2 separate regions of the Gossypium hirsutum genome follow, and region 1 is linked to region 2. Evidence: chromatin contacts called from public Hi-C data. All regions are on one chromosome and are shown on one strand. The core of a region is the stretch at or near the end of the contact, and the rest is flanking DNA. Distances in the headings are between cores, read along the strand shown. Region 1 holds the start of LOC107955263 (RING-H2 finger protein ATL67). Region 2 overlaps LOC107955260 (protein CURVATURE THYLAKOID 1A, chloroplastic).

Region 1 (6,456 bases), core at 3,492-5,991, 220 kb after region 2:
TTGAATTAAATATTAATATTAAATTAATTTAATAGAATAGACTTTAGTTTTGAAAATTTAATTAATGAAGAATATAAAAGTTGAATTAATGCATAAAACTATTAAAATAATATACAAATTATATATATATATATAACACAATAGCTATTTGATGTTTCAATATAAGGAAGTATTCCTATGTAACATATTTAGGAAGCTGCCGTCTGTCAGTAGAGATGTTGATATTTCGATTAAATCCAACTAATTCAATTAATCGATCAGTTAATTTATTTAATTCGGTCGAAAGTCGGTTAATTCGGTTTGAAATTGGATAATTAACTGAACTTTTAAAAAACTAATATTACATATTACCAATTCAGTTAATTTTGGTTAATTTAGTTAAATGAACATTAACAATTTTTTTTGATATGTTTTATACTTATTTTAACAAAAAATAAAAATATAAAAATTTCGGTTAATTTGTTTTGAAAAATTTCCGGTTAACAGTTAAGGGTTTAAAAAGTTTAGTTAATTCAGGTAATATTAGTTTGGTTAAATTAATTGATCGGTTAACCGGTTGAACAACTCTATTTATCAATAAAAAATTGACATATGTAATTATTAATTAATTAAAAAATTAAAATAATTTAATAAATATGATTGTATAACATTCAGATAATATAATAAAGTATCAATATAAATAATTTGATGAATCAAAGCAAGTAATAGGGTTCATTCAAAGTAAATAATTTATTACCTTAAATTTAAACATATAATTTACAATATTATTACCATATATAAAGATATGAAAATACTAAAATGAAATCAATTTAAACATGGAAAAATAAAAATCTCACACAATTTATGGAATTCGAAATTTAATTGAATATTTGCTACTTCCTTTATCTTATTTAAACCTAAGCATGGAATTGCCATTAGTATAAATAAGCTTTACACGATGCTTTTCAGGGTTAATTATTCAAAAATATTGATTCTTAATCATAATTATCAGATTCTTTCGATTTTTGTAAAATTTATTGGATTAGACAGATTTTGAAGAGAGAAAGGAAAAATGCGTCCAACTGAATGTGTTTTCAGTGGATATGACAGGAAAATGCTTCTAACTAAATGTGTTTTCAACTTTGGCCAAATAGTTAAATGTTAGTGCTTTTATCCTTGTGTCTCAGGTTCATTTTGTCTACTACTCACATTTATATTTTTTATTTCATGTTCCTTCAAGCTTTTTAAATTTTTAATTAATTTTTAACATATTAGTTCTTTTGTTAGATGGTTAGATAGTTGCAATTACATCCTTGAGTCTCGAGTTGGATTCCTCTCCTAGATGGTTAGATAATTGCAATTATATCCTTAAGTTTGAAGTTCCATTATTTTTATAAGCATATTAATGTATTTTTTTATTTCATATTGTTTCAAAATTTTTTATTTTTAAATATTTTTTTATTTTTAATTAATATTTTTTTTATTTTTAACTCTTTTATTTATAAAATCAAATTACTATTGCAAATATCATTAATTGAAAGAAAAATAATAATATGCTTATAAAAATAATTAAAAATAAAAAATACATTAATTAAAAATAAAAATATTAATTAAAAATAAAAAAACTTGAAACAATATGAAATGAAAAATACATTAATATGCTTATAAAAATAATGGAACATCATACTCAAGAATGTAATCGCAATTATCTAACCATCTAACGAAAGGAGCTAATATGTTAAAAATATTAATTAATAATAATTATAAGCTTGAAGCAACATAAAATAAAAAATACGAATGTGAGTAGTAGAGGAATCAAACTCGAGACTCAACGATGTAATTACAATTATCTAGCCATCTAACGAAAGGACTAATATGTTAAAAGAACATTAATTAAAATTTTAAAAAACTTGAAGCAACATGAAATAAAAAAATACAAATATGAGTAAGAGAGAAATCGAACTCGAGACTCAATGATGTAATTGGAACTATCTAATCATCTAACAAAAGAACTAATATGTTAAAAAAAATTAATTAAAAATTTAAAAAGCTTGAAGTGACATGAAATAAAAAAAATATAAATATGAGTAAGAGAGAAATTAAAGTCGAGACTCAAGAATAAAAGCACTAAGATTTAACCATCTGGCCAAAACTAAAAGCACATCCAATTGGAAGAATATTTTTGTCATATCTACTAAAAACACGTCCAGTGGAATGGTTTTTTATCTTTTATCTCTCTAAAATCAACCTAATCCAATAAATTTAACAAAAATTGACTTAATCCAATAATTATAATTAAAAAAGATAATTTAGCATGGTGAATCAAGAAAAGTAGAAATGAGCAACCAAAATTATTTTAAACAATATTTTATTAGACCAAACATACATTTATTGTATGTGTTAATTTTCAATAAAATGAAAGATTTTTAATTTCGACTCAAACATAAATAAAAAAAATAATATTATAAATAAATTACATTTAAAATATTAAAATATACTTGATTGCATATTACTATGAAGAATATAAAAGAGTAGATGATGTGGTCCAGTTGGACATCACGTGTCTTTTATTGTCATAGTTTTCCCCCTTATTAGTGAAGTGCATTAAAAAGATATTTATTCCACAAATGTGTTGTTTACCAAACGATTCCAATTATATATTTATTCTTTTTTATTTCTATAATTAAAAATTTATTTTAATAATTATTCCATTTTTACACTTTATCTCAAAATCTCAATCTAAGAAACTAGTCTATTTATTCAAAACAGTTTAAAAAGATATTTTAAGTTTGTCAAAATATGTTTCTATATATAAAGTAAATTAAATTAAAAAGGTATCTAATCTAATTTCTAAAACATTAATTTAAAACTAAAAGAATAACAATTTGAATGAAACTCTTATTATTATTATTATGATTCTAAAACAAAAAACAAGTATCTCAATTACATAGTTTACACCCATCCTTCTCTATTACTACTTACAAAATCATCACTATCAACCACATTCATCCACTACTCTACAACCACATCTCGCCGGATTTTTATGTTTGAATAAAATTTTGGTGAGAAAAATCTCAAACACACAAATAGAATATGAAAGAAACACGATCAATAATTCAAAAAAAAGAAAAAGAAATAGGTATCTATTTATAATAGAAGATTTTTTTAGAATTTTTGGTATATTTTTCAAATAAAATTTTACTCCTATTTATATAAATTTTCATGTCTCTTCATAAAGAAATATTACAATAGGTGTCTTTTTTGAATAATCACATATATAAGAGACATAATTATTCATCTAATATCACTTGATTAAACATAACTATTCAAATAATATTGTTTGAATAGTTATAACTTTTTTGTCAAAAATCAAGTGATATAACTCTTTACCAATAAACAAAAGATATAACTTTTTATTAATTACATGTCACACCTGATATTCATTAAGGTTTGAAAAATTAATGAAGGTTTGGGAGTAAATTGAAAGAGAGAGTGTAACACCCTTAACCCGTCTCCACTACCGGATTAGGGTTACGTAGCATTACCGAACAATTAGAAACATTTAACACCACAATATTTAAGTAAATTAAACATATCATAATCCATTCAATCACATGCATTCCGACCCTAAATCAAGCCCTCGAGGCCCTAAAAATAACTTTGAGACACTTCGAGACTAATCTGAAATAAATAAGAAGCTTTAAGAAAAAGATGTAAAAATTAAAAAACAGGGGTCACACGGCCGAGTACAACACCTCAAGCCATGTAACTTTCAAACAAGGGACACACGGTCGTGCCCCAACCCGTGTCCTCACCCGTGCAACTCACTGAGATGCCCCACACAACCATGTGTCAGGCCGTTTAACTCACTGACTTGAACACTAAGAAACTCCTAGATGACACACAACCATGTGACAACCCATGTCCTTAGCCGTGTGAGCCCAAAATTTACCTAAAATCAAGCCATTTCAAAACCAATTCCTACCTAGCCATTCATACCATTTGGGCACACCTTCAAGGGGTTCAAATATCATCCAAACAAACTTAAACATGCCATTTCAAACAACCTAAATCACCTAACCAATATGTCATTCAAAGGCACCACAATTGTACCAAAACTTCAACTATCAAAACATACCAATATGTTCAATTATGTGCCAACTATGCCATAAATGACCATTTCCAAACTATCATCAACATACCAAGAGTATCTTATTTGCAAGCATTTTAAAGTACCAAAATGACATAACTTACTGAAGTGTTAAGGTTCACCAAACCAAATACAAACTTCAAAACATATATATACAAAAACACCAATAACATATTCACAAGATACTCCTACAAAACATCCTATACAACTATCTATAATCAAAAGATCTTAATCAACTAATACCCCCTAGGTACATGCCAAAAACACAGAAGAGAACATCACTGACATTGAGTATGAGATTCTTGTAGGATGCTGAATCTACATATACTATTTACCTAACTTGAAAATATGAAAACGTAAATTTACCATTTACTATAATTTTACTTAAAAATTTAAACCATATAAAAAATTAATTTAATAAATAACGTAATTCATAACTATAAAAATTGTTGTTATAAAAATTTAAAATAAAATATAAAAAATCGAATCTTCTATTATTATAACGAGTAAAACTTCAAAATGATTAAAGAAAATGGCTAATATACGTTAGTTGGTAATTTAAAATTGAACTTATTTGAACCCTCTGTGTGATTTAGAACGCAGAAATAAATGTTGGAAAGTGAGTAAATAAATGCTGTAGCTGGAGCATTAAATCTCCCCCACCTTCTTTTCCGGTTTCTTTTTCTTTCTCTTTCCTTAATCAAATGGATTCTCTTATTCCTCTCCTCAAATGTCCACCCATTCCCATTCTTCCCCTCTCTATTTCACCAACTTAGGCCTCGGCTACTCCATCGCCATTGCCCTTGGTTTCCTTGTCCTCCTCTCCATCGTCCTCCTCGCTTCCTACATCTGCTGCCGTCCTTCTTCCTCTTTTTCTCCCAACCCTACCCCCGCCTCCGATGGAATCATCCTTCCCCGGGTTGTTTTCGTTGCCGAAGATGAGGACGATGAGAACGTCGTCGTTGGGCTCGATCAAGCCGTTATAAACTCATACCCCAAGTTCCAGTTCACTAAAGAGGCGGCTGCTGTGGGTTCTACTAACGTTAACACGACGTGTTCGATTTGTTTATGCGAGTATAGGGATTTGGAGATGTTGAAGATGATGCCTGAGTGTAGGCATTATTTCCATGTTTCTTGTCTGGATGCTTGGTTGAAACTTAATGGGTCTTGTCCCATTTGTCGGAACTCGCCGCTTCCAACTCCGCTTTCTACGCCTTTGTCGGAAATCGTGCCTTTGTCTCAGCACGCTGCGGACCGGAGGAGGATGAGGTGACTTTTTTTGTTTTTTAAATAAATCTCAGTTTCGATGGAGGTTGGTCAATGGGTTGTGATTTTGATTGTTTAGGGGAGAAGAGGCTCAGTTCTGAGCATGAAATCAATTAGAAAGCCATGGAATTCATTTCTCCTCACTTATTTTTGAAATTTGTACCAAATTTTGTAAACACTAACTTAAAATTTTTTTTCATGGGAACGGTATCTTGTTTCAGTCTTTTCAAATGTTATGGTCCTATTAGTTTTTTATACTGTACATAAAACTGCCAACGAAGGAAGTGCAGTTTACTTTACTATTGGGTTGTGAAGTGCCGAGCCAATTTTGTTAATGGTGATGATTGGAAAGTAGTGCCTGCCTGCCGTTACCCGTTACTGAGTCCATGTTGACGCTTCGCAATGTTCGATGGAATGCATCCGGAATTTCGGATGCAAGAAGTTAACAACTTCACTTCTCCGCCAAACAATGGCATTGTCTCTCAAATTGCATTTTAGTCTCCATAATGAAAGACTAAAAAAAAAAAAAAGCCCCAACTATTTTATAGATTAGATGAAAGAACAAAATATTTCGTTTGTTGAAATTGTGCAATTAAATATTTATTTATATATAAGGTATAAAAATTTTAATTTCTGACTTTTAAATCTTCATTCAATTTGGCATCTATTGTTTTTATTTGGAGTCAATTGGCAGTCAAATTTTCATAAGGTAAGTTGGGTTAACAAATAATTTAAAATTTATTTAAATTATAAATAAACAGTATAATTGTAAAATTTATAAAAAAAATTCAAAATTAAAAAAATATAAAAATATTAATTATTAAAGGAAAATTTTACTTGTATCAGTGTAAAACTCAACGATCCAATCGTCAATTTTATATTCTTTTTATATAGATAATGTGTGTCAAATTTAATAAAAATTAAAAATTTCTAACTATTTTTTTATTTTAAAAAAATTCTAACCATTTAATAAATATTTATATATAATTTTAGATCGATATGATAGAGATATCATATTGATTCAAAATTTTATGTACTTGACAAGTATAATTATATCGGTA
Region 2 (6,294 bases), core at 1,527-4,026:
CCAGGTACAGCTCTTATACATGGCCTTTTTAACACTCACTTCCAACATCACCTGCGAAATGTAATCACTAGTTCCAAGATTTATTTTCTTATTTATTAACTTAAATTTTGAATGTATTGAAATTAAATTGTATTTTTTATGATAGTAAAAATATAATTTTATCGATTAAATAATTTATATTATCATGGGTCCGGCCCTGCCATCCGGATTCGCCACTGCATATGCAGGTTCTTAATTATGGGTTAGGATGATTTAATCTATGTCCATTTTTTGGCATCTAAAACAGAATCCCGGAGGTTTTCTCAGCTGCTGACAAAAGCCTCAGAGGAGACCGCTGTCGATGCTGGGGAGTTTTTCACTGACTTGAAGGAAAAGGTGAGGACATTGTCTTATACTATTATGTCTTGTAGATGATGGAGTTGTCTGCAACTGACATGGTTTCCTTCCCTTGTTTTTACTAGTGGGATAAAGTTGAGAGCAAGTCGACAGTTATTCTTTATGGTGGTGGGGCAATCGTTGCTGTTTGGTTATCATCTATTTTTGTTGGTGCTATCAACTCCGTCCCCTTGGTAATTCAACTCTCAACACTACACTTTCTGCTATCTGTATTCGTAATTAGATTGGCTAACAACACATCTTCCCTTTCGATTAAATCACTGATCCAAAACGAAATGATTTTCTGTGTTTTACCAGCTTCCAAAGATAATGGAGTTGGTTGGACTTGGATATACAGGATGGTTTGTCTACAGATACCTTCTTTTCAAGGTAGGGTTTATTAAACTGTGTAGCCCCATCAATCTTAGTACTGCCTAATGTTGTCCTCTTTCAGTGCTTATGTTATAGATGGTATTTAACTTAAAAACAATGGCTTCACTTACAAATTATTAATGTTTTTAAGACTAGTTAGGGTAAATAAATCATATGTACGCATTCCGCGCTAATCAAGAACCATGTGTTAACAACAAAGCTTATTTCCTCAGTCAAGCAGGAAGGAACTAGCTACGGATATTGAGTCACTGAAGAAGAAGATTGCTGAAACTGAATAGATGCACACAAAGATTGGCATGCCTTCATTTTATTTTTGGTCCCTTTGTACCCTGTAAAACAGACATGTGTATCATATCATGTAATTGTAGGATTGCCTTGTATATGTAATCCATGCCGAACTTTTTGTTTGCCCTGTTCTTAGAGTGATACTAGTCCATTTTTATGTGTATGTTCATGGGGGTATAATTTCCATCCCTCTATCTATAAATGCATTTTTAATCTGTATGAAGTATAGCTTGTTTCTTCCATTGAAATGACTCTGATTCATTTCCTTTCCCAATGGAGGGCAGCCTAATCATTCAGCAAAATGCGTTCAAATCTAATATCACAAACTGTATAAAACTTTTGGTTCTTATCCCCATTAAAGACAGTCTTCGACCATGAAAGACTCAAAGGTTTTGCAAAAGAATTCATGTAATTAAATGCTTAATCCCTTGTCCCCACCGAATGTGTAGCTTGCCTTTACATTTGCTAACGAACTCCTTTGTTAGCTTTGAGCTTTGAGCTTTTTGCAAAAGTCAACTGCAAAACTAACACAACCCTTTTCCTTCATCCCCCACCAAAGCAGTAAAACGAGGTCTTTCAACATGATAAGAATACATGAATGACAAAATCTAAAAATTATCATCATAAAAAGCAAACCTTACTCGATAATTTAATACCTGTGTAGATCCCATTTGTGAATTATCAAAGTCAAGCATGCAAATGGTGATTAAACTTTTGTTGGATAATAGAAAAATAGAAACATTAATGGGGATATATATAGTGAAGGAATTCCACAAGGCTAGATTTTGTCTCCGGCGGGGGGGGGGGGGAGGGGTGGAACAGAGATGAATCTAGCCGTTGTGGGATAGTTTTTTAACAAGTATGGATAGTTTAGTAGTGTATCAAAATTTCTCCTTAATCTTTAGTAGAAAAAAAATTGATTTCTTTTTAATCGAAGAGAGAGAAGAAAAAAGAAGTTACAATCATCAATCTAGAATATGTTAAGCCATTACAATCATCTTTTAAGACCCTTCAAATAGAATCAGGTGGAGCGGCACGAAGATTTGTCCCAAAGTTAGCCAAGCTGTGGGCTACCTGGTTTCCCAGTTCCAAATAGCTCGAATAATAGCATTCGGAGTCTGTTCATTGTCCAGATTTTTCATCGCGAGACATCACTGAAAAATTCAACAAGGTTTGAACAGCCTGTATATCCAAGTGGTGTAAGCAAATTAAAGTCCCAACCGTTAAGCCAAATAAGGACAACCACGCAGATTCATGACCATCAAGTTTTCAGCAACCTGAAACAAACAAATATTGCATATAAAAAAGTACCCAGCTTATAAATTGCCAAAAACTAGCTAGTTACAAGCAGAAGAAACCGGCATAAATGAATTAAAGAAGAAAGCAGACAATGTGTGTATATATATATATACATATATAATGATCAAGGACAGCAAGCTTTTGAGGACAAAAGTGAGAAGGAAGAGTTGTCAATGCACATCCTTGCATTTGAAGCCTCTTGAGGAACAAATTTAAGCTTTCCTTCCTGTTTCACATGATTCACATGAACCAGTCTTATATTAACCAAGTTCCAGTAATACTTAATGACGGAGAGAAAATTAATAGAAAAAAGGTGATAAACTTAGAAGGAGCAAAAGGAGCTCCCTTCACCTCAATACCGAAAAAGAAGGCAAATCACGTCTTCCAGGTCATGCAAACCCTAGCCCACGCAGTAATTGACGCAGGGTGGCGCAGCTAGGGATATCCATGAGCTAGCAGCCGTAGGAATTGTGCCATCACCTCCTTTCAGTGTTGAAGTGTTGGGAGCTCCTTTGGACGCTACATCAACCCAATTTAATTATCCATACACATTAGGTTCCTCAACCCCAGCCCTTTTATAGGTACTTTGATCCAGCTCTAGTGTTTATGTATCTGATAAAGTATAATCAGGACTAATAAATTTTAAAGATCATGAGGATCTCCAGGTGAGATTTTCTTTATCAGAGTTGCTGAAACGTTGCAACTTATTCCAAACATTACACTTTTTTCTTTTTTTCTTTTTTTGGAAAGAAACTGAAATTACAAATTCTGCATTCCGCCTATGGAACATCATCAATATTTTAGATTTATTTTGGGTTAAAATCATATTTATTCCATAAACTTTGTATTTTTTCAAACTTTGTCTCAACACATTTTTGTCCACATTAGAACTTGATTGTTGTTCTAAATTTAATCCCTAAATTTAGATTACATGCAAATTTAAATATATATATATCATCTAAAAAGGTACAAAATATTATTAAAAAAGAACTAAAGGAATTTAAAAAATATATTTTGCCAAGATAAATACGATTTTGATTGTATTGTTAATAAGATAAATATTTTGATAGATTGAGTGACTGTTAATAAAAAATTGTTTTTTAATTGTGTTGTTAATAAGATCAATATGATTTAAGTTTGAAAAAACCATATAAATTAACCAGTGATTTTTTTTACGGTGAAATCCACATATTTAAATTTATTTAAAATTTGGTTATATACTAATTAAATAATTGTAATAAGAAGATTATTGTGATTTTTTTCCGAAAATTAGTTGATGTGATATTTTTGTAGTACATAGTATATTAAGCATATAAATTTAAGTAAAAATTAAAACAATTGCAAAATTAGATATTTAATTAATAAGGTGTTACAATGAATAACAAACTTATTTTTGTTCTTCCTCTTCAACATATGCAAGGATTGTTATATCAAAAAATTATTATTTTTGACAATATATTATAATGAGTTTATAAATTAAATTTTAAGTATGATTATCATTTTATTATATTACTGAACATTGTCAATGTATCGATAAAAAAAGAAATGTACATTAAGATTTTAATATTACCAAAGAATGTAATATATATCTTTTTTAGAAAAAAATCGTTTTATTTTATTGAAAAATTTATGAAAGAAATAGAAAATATTTCCCTAATTTTAAGATACAATTAAAATTTCAATCACTAACTGTGAAGTAATTTATCTTTAAAGTCTTACCTCTCGTGGTTTACGGCAAGGGTTGTGAGTGGATGTAATATCTTGATTTTGGGCCTTGTCGAAATGGTGGTTTCAAGACCACAAATTTGAGATAGAAATAATTATTTTATAATTATTTTGAGGTCTATGATATGATTGCATGATTGTGTGAAAATTTCGTAAAGAAATTCTATGCGTAAAGTGCTTAATTTGAAATTAGGGACTAAATTGAATAAATTGCAAAACTTGTGTTCTAGAAGCATTTTGCACAAAATTGAATTAGATTATTAAAATTAGAGGTCCTTAAAGAGTAATTTGACCAATTTCTAAAAAAAATTGGACAAAAATGGGCTTGGAAGGGTAAAAATTTAAAGAATAGTAAAAAGGGCATTTTGGTCATTTAGCAGTAAAATGAATTAAAAGACAAATTTTAAAACCCAAATGTGTCCATCTTCAACCCCATCGCCGAATATAGCAAGGAGAAACCATGTCTAGGGTTTTTCAAGCTTCCAAGCTCGATTGTAAGTCCTTTCTAGCCTCGTTTTTAATGTTCTTTACGTTTTTGGAGTCCCGGTAACTTGATTTAGCTTATTCTAGCAATAATTCATGCTAGGGTTCATATTTGGAAAAATACCCATAGGTTAAATGTGTTTATTTTAATGTTTTATGGTAGAATATGAAGCTTGAAATTGTGTTAAACAATTTTTGCTAAGTGATTTTATGTAAAAACGAGTAAAACGACATAATCGATAAAAATACCTAATGTCCATAAGTACATGTTAGAGTGAGAATTTGATGTTGCTATAGAAGGGAAAAACGGTCAGCATGTCATAAAACATAATAAAATAGGCTGAAGTTTAATTTACGAGCTTTGGGGCAAAAGTGTAAATATGCAAAAGTTTAGGGGCAAAAGTGTAAATATGCAAAAGTTTAGGGGCAAAATTGTAATTTTGCTAAAATATGATTTTGGGTCAATTTGAATAATGTAAGTCCTAATTAGACTATATTTTAAATGATAGAGCAAGGAAAACTAAAATTCAGGCTAAAATGGGGAAAATACCAAGTTGTGGACGAAATGGTAAAAGTAGCCATTTTCGCATACGAGGTATGTTCATATGTAAATGTTGGTAACATAGTTATTATTTTAAATGTTTTAATGTTATTTAAATGATATGATAATTATTATGAAATATTATACTTGTGATAATTGTTTGATAATATGTCAAATTATGTGATATACTTGGAAAATGTGAAATACTACTGAGTATCGGTATCGGCATTCCGTAGAAGATGGTTGAGACACATGATTGGGAAAAAGGTCCCGTTGAACCTTAGGAATGGATTAGGATACAAGTGACATGTCACTGGGATATTTGGGCATTCGAACTCGTTGAGTTGAGTCCGAGTTCACTTATGGATGCGAAGGTCCGAACTCATTGAGTTGAGTCCGAGTTCGTGAGATGTAACTAGGCATCCGAACTCGTTGAGTTGAGTCCAAGTTCACTTATGGATGCGAACACCCGAGCTCGTTGAGTTGAGTCCGAGTTCGCTTATGGGCAGGTTACATGGTAGCTTGGCTACATATGTGGCACTTATGTGCAAACTTTCCATGTATTCGAATTATATTCCGATGTGTTCAACGGGTAAAGTTCTACTCAAATGGAGGAATACTCGAGATGAAAGGGACGTATTGGTAAGTGTTGTGAAATGGATACTTTGAACAGGTATGTACTTAACCCTCGGGTTGAAAACTCAATATAACAACAATATGGTAAGATGATAAATGAAAATATGATATGAATGCCTTGGTGATGATTATGCAAATGATGTTTTATGTTTGCTTATATGGTTATGTTACTTGCTATTTGCATGTGAATTTACTAAGCATTTATGCTTGCTCCCTCCTTTTCATTCCTTGTAGTTTTGACAAGCCAGCTCGAAAATCGGGAGCGGTCGGAGGCTTGCTCACACTATCCGTATACCATCTTGGCATAATGGCTTGTATATTTTAAGTATGGCATGTATAGCATTATAGTCATTTTGTATATATGGTCTTATGATATGGTTATTGAGTGGTATGGAAATGCTTGGTAATGACTAGCCATTGGAATGGCTAATCATGATCATATTTTGTGTTATGTATGTCAAATTGCTAGCTAATCCACGGAAACCATGAAATAGATAAAATTTACCATAAAATAGATTCAGATAGTAGTAGTGACGTGAACTTGAAAAATCACTAAA

What was found. A called contact is a pair of places that touch in the nucleus more often than the background predicts.
Region 1: a contact with region 2 is called in a Hi-C map of seedling, with 2.6 times the contacts expected there. The contact joins the promoter of LOC107955263 here to the enhancer-like site in region 2. A contact is called at or near these places in 2 of 34 Hi-C or Micro-C datasets (leaf and seedling).

The regions. Positions count from the first base shown.
Region 1 is chrA07:31,716,992-31,723,447 of Gossypium_hirsutum_v2.1, forward strand. LOC107955263 (RING-H2 finger protein ATL67) reads left to right here and starts at 4,742. Exons shown (of 1, transcript XM_016891006.2): 1 at 4,742-5,694. The coding sequence starts at 4,860. The coding sequence ends at 5,402.
Region 2 is chrA07:31,498,170-31,504,463 of Gossypium_hirsutum_v2.1, forward strand. It overlaps LOC107955260 (protein CURVATURE THYLAKOID 1A, chloroplastic), which reads left to right. Exons shown (of 5, transcript XM_016891002.2): 1 at 1-4; 2 at 287-375; 3 at 462-569; 4 at 694-765; 5 at 981-1,272. The coding sequence ends at 1,046. Among protein-coding and RNA genes, the nearest start is that of LOC107955260, 4.6 kb to the left of the region's middle. Within about 2 kb of position 2,777, at least 2 of the 9 cell types and tissues checked have an H3K27ac peak or open chromatin away from gene starts, as enhancers often do.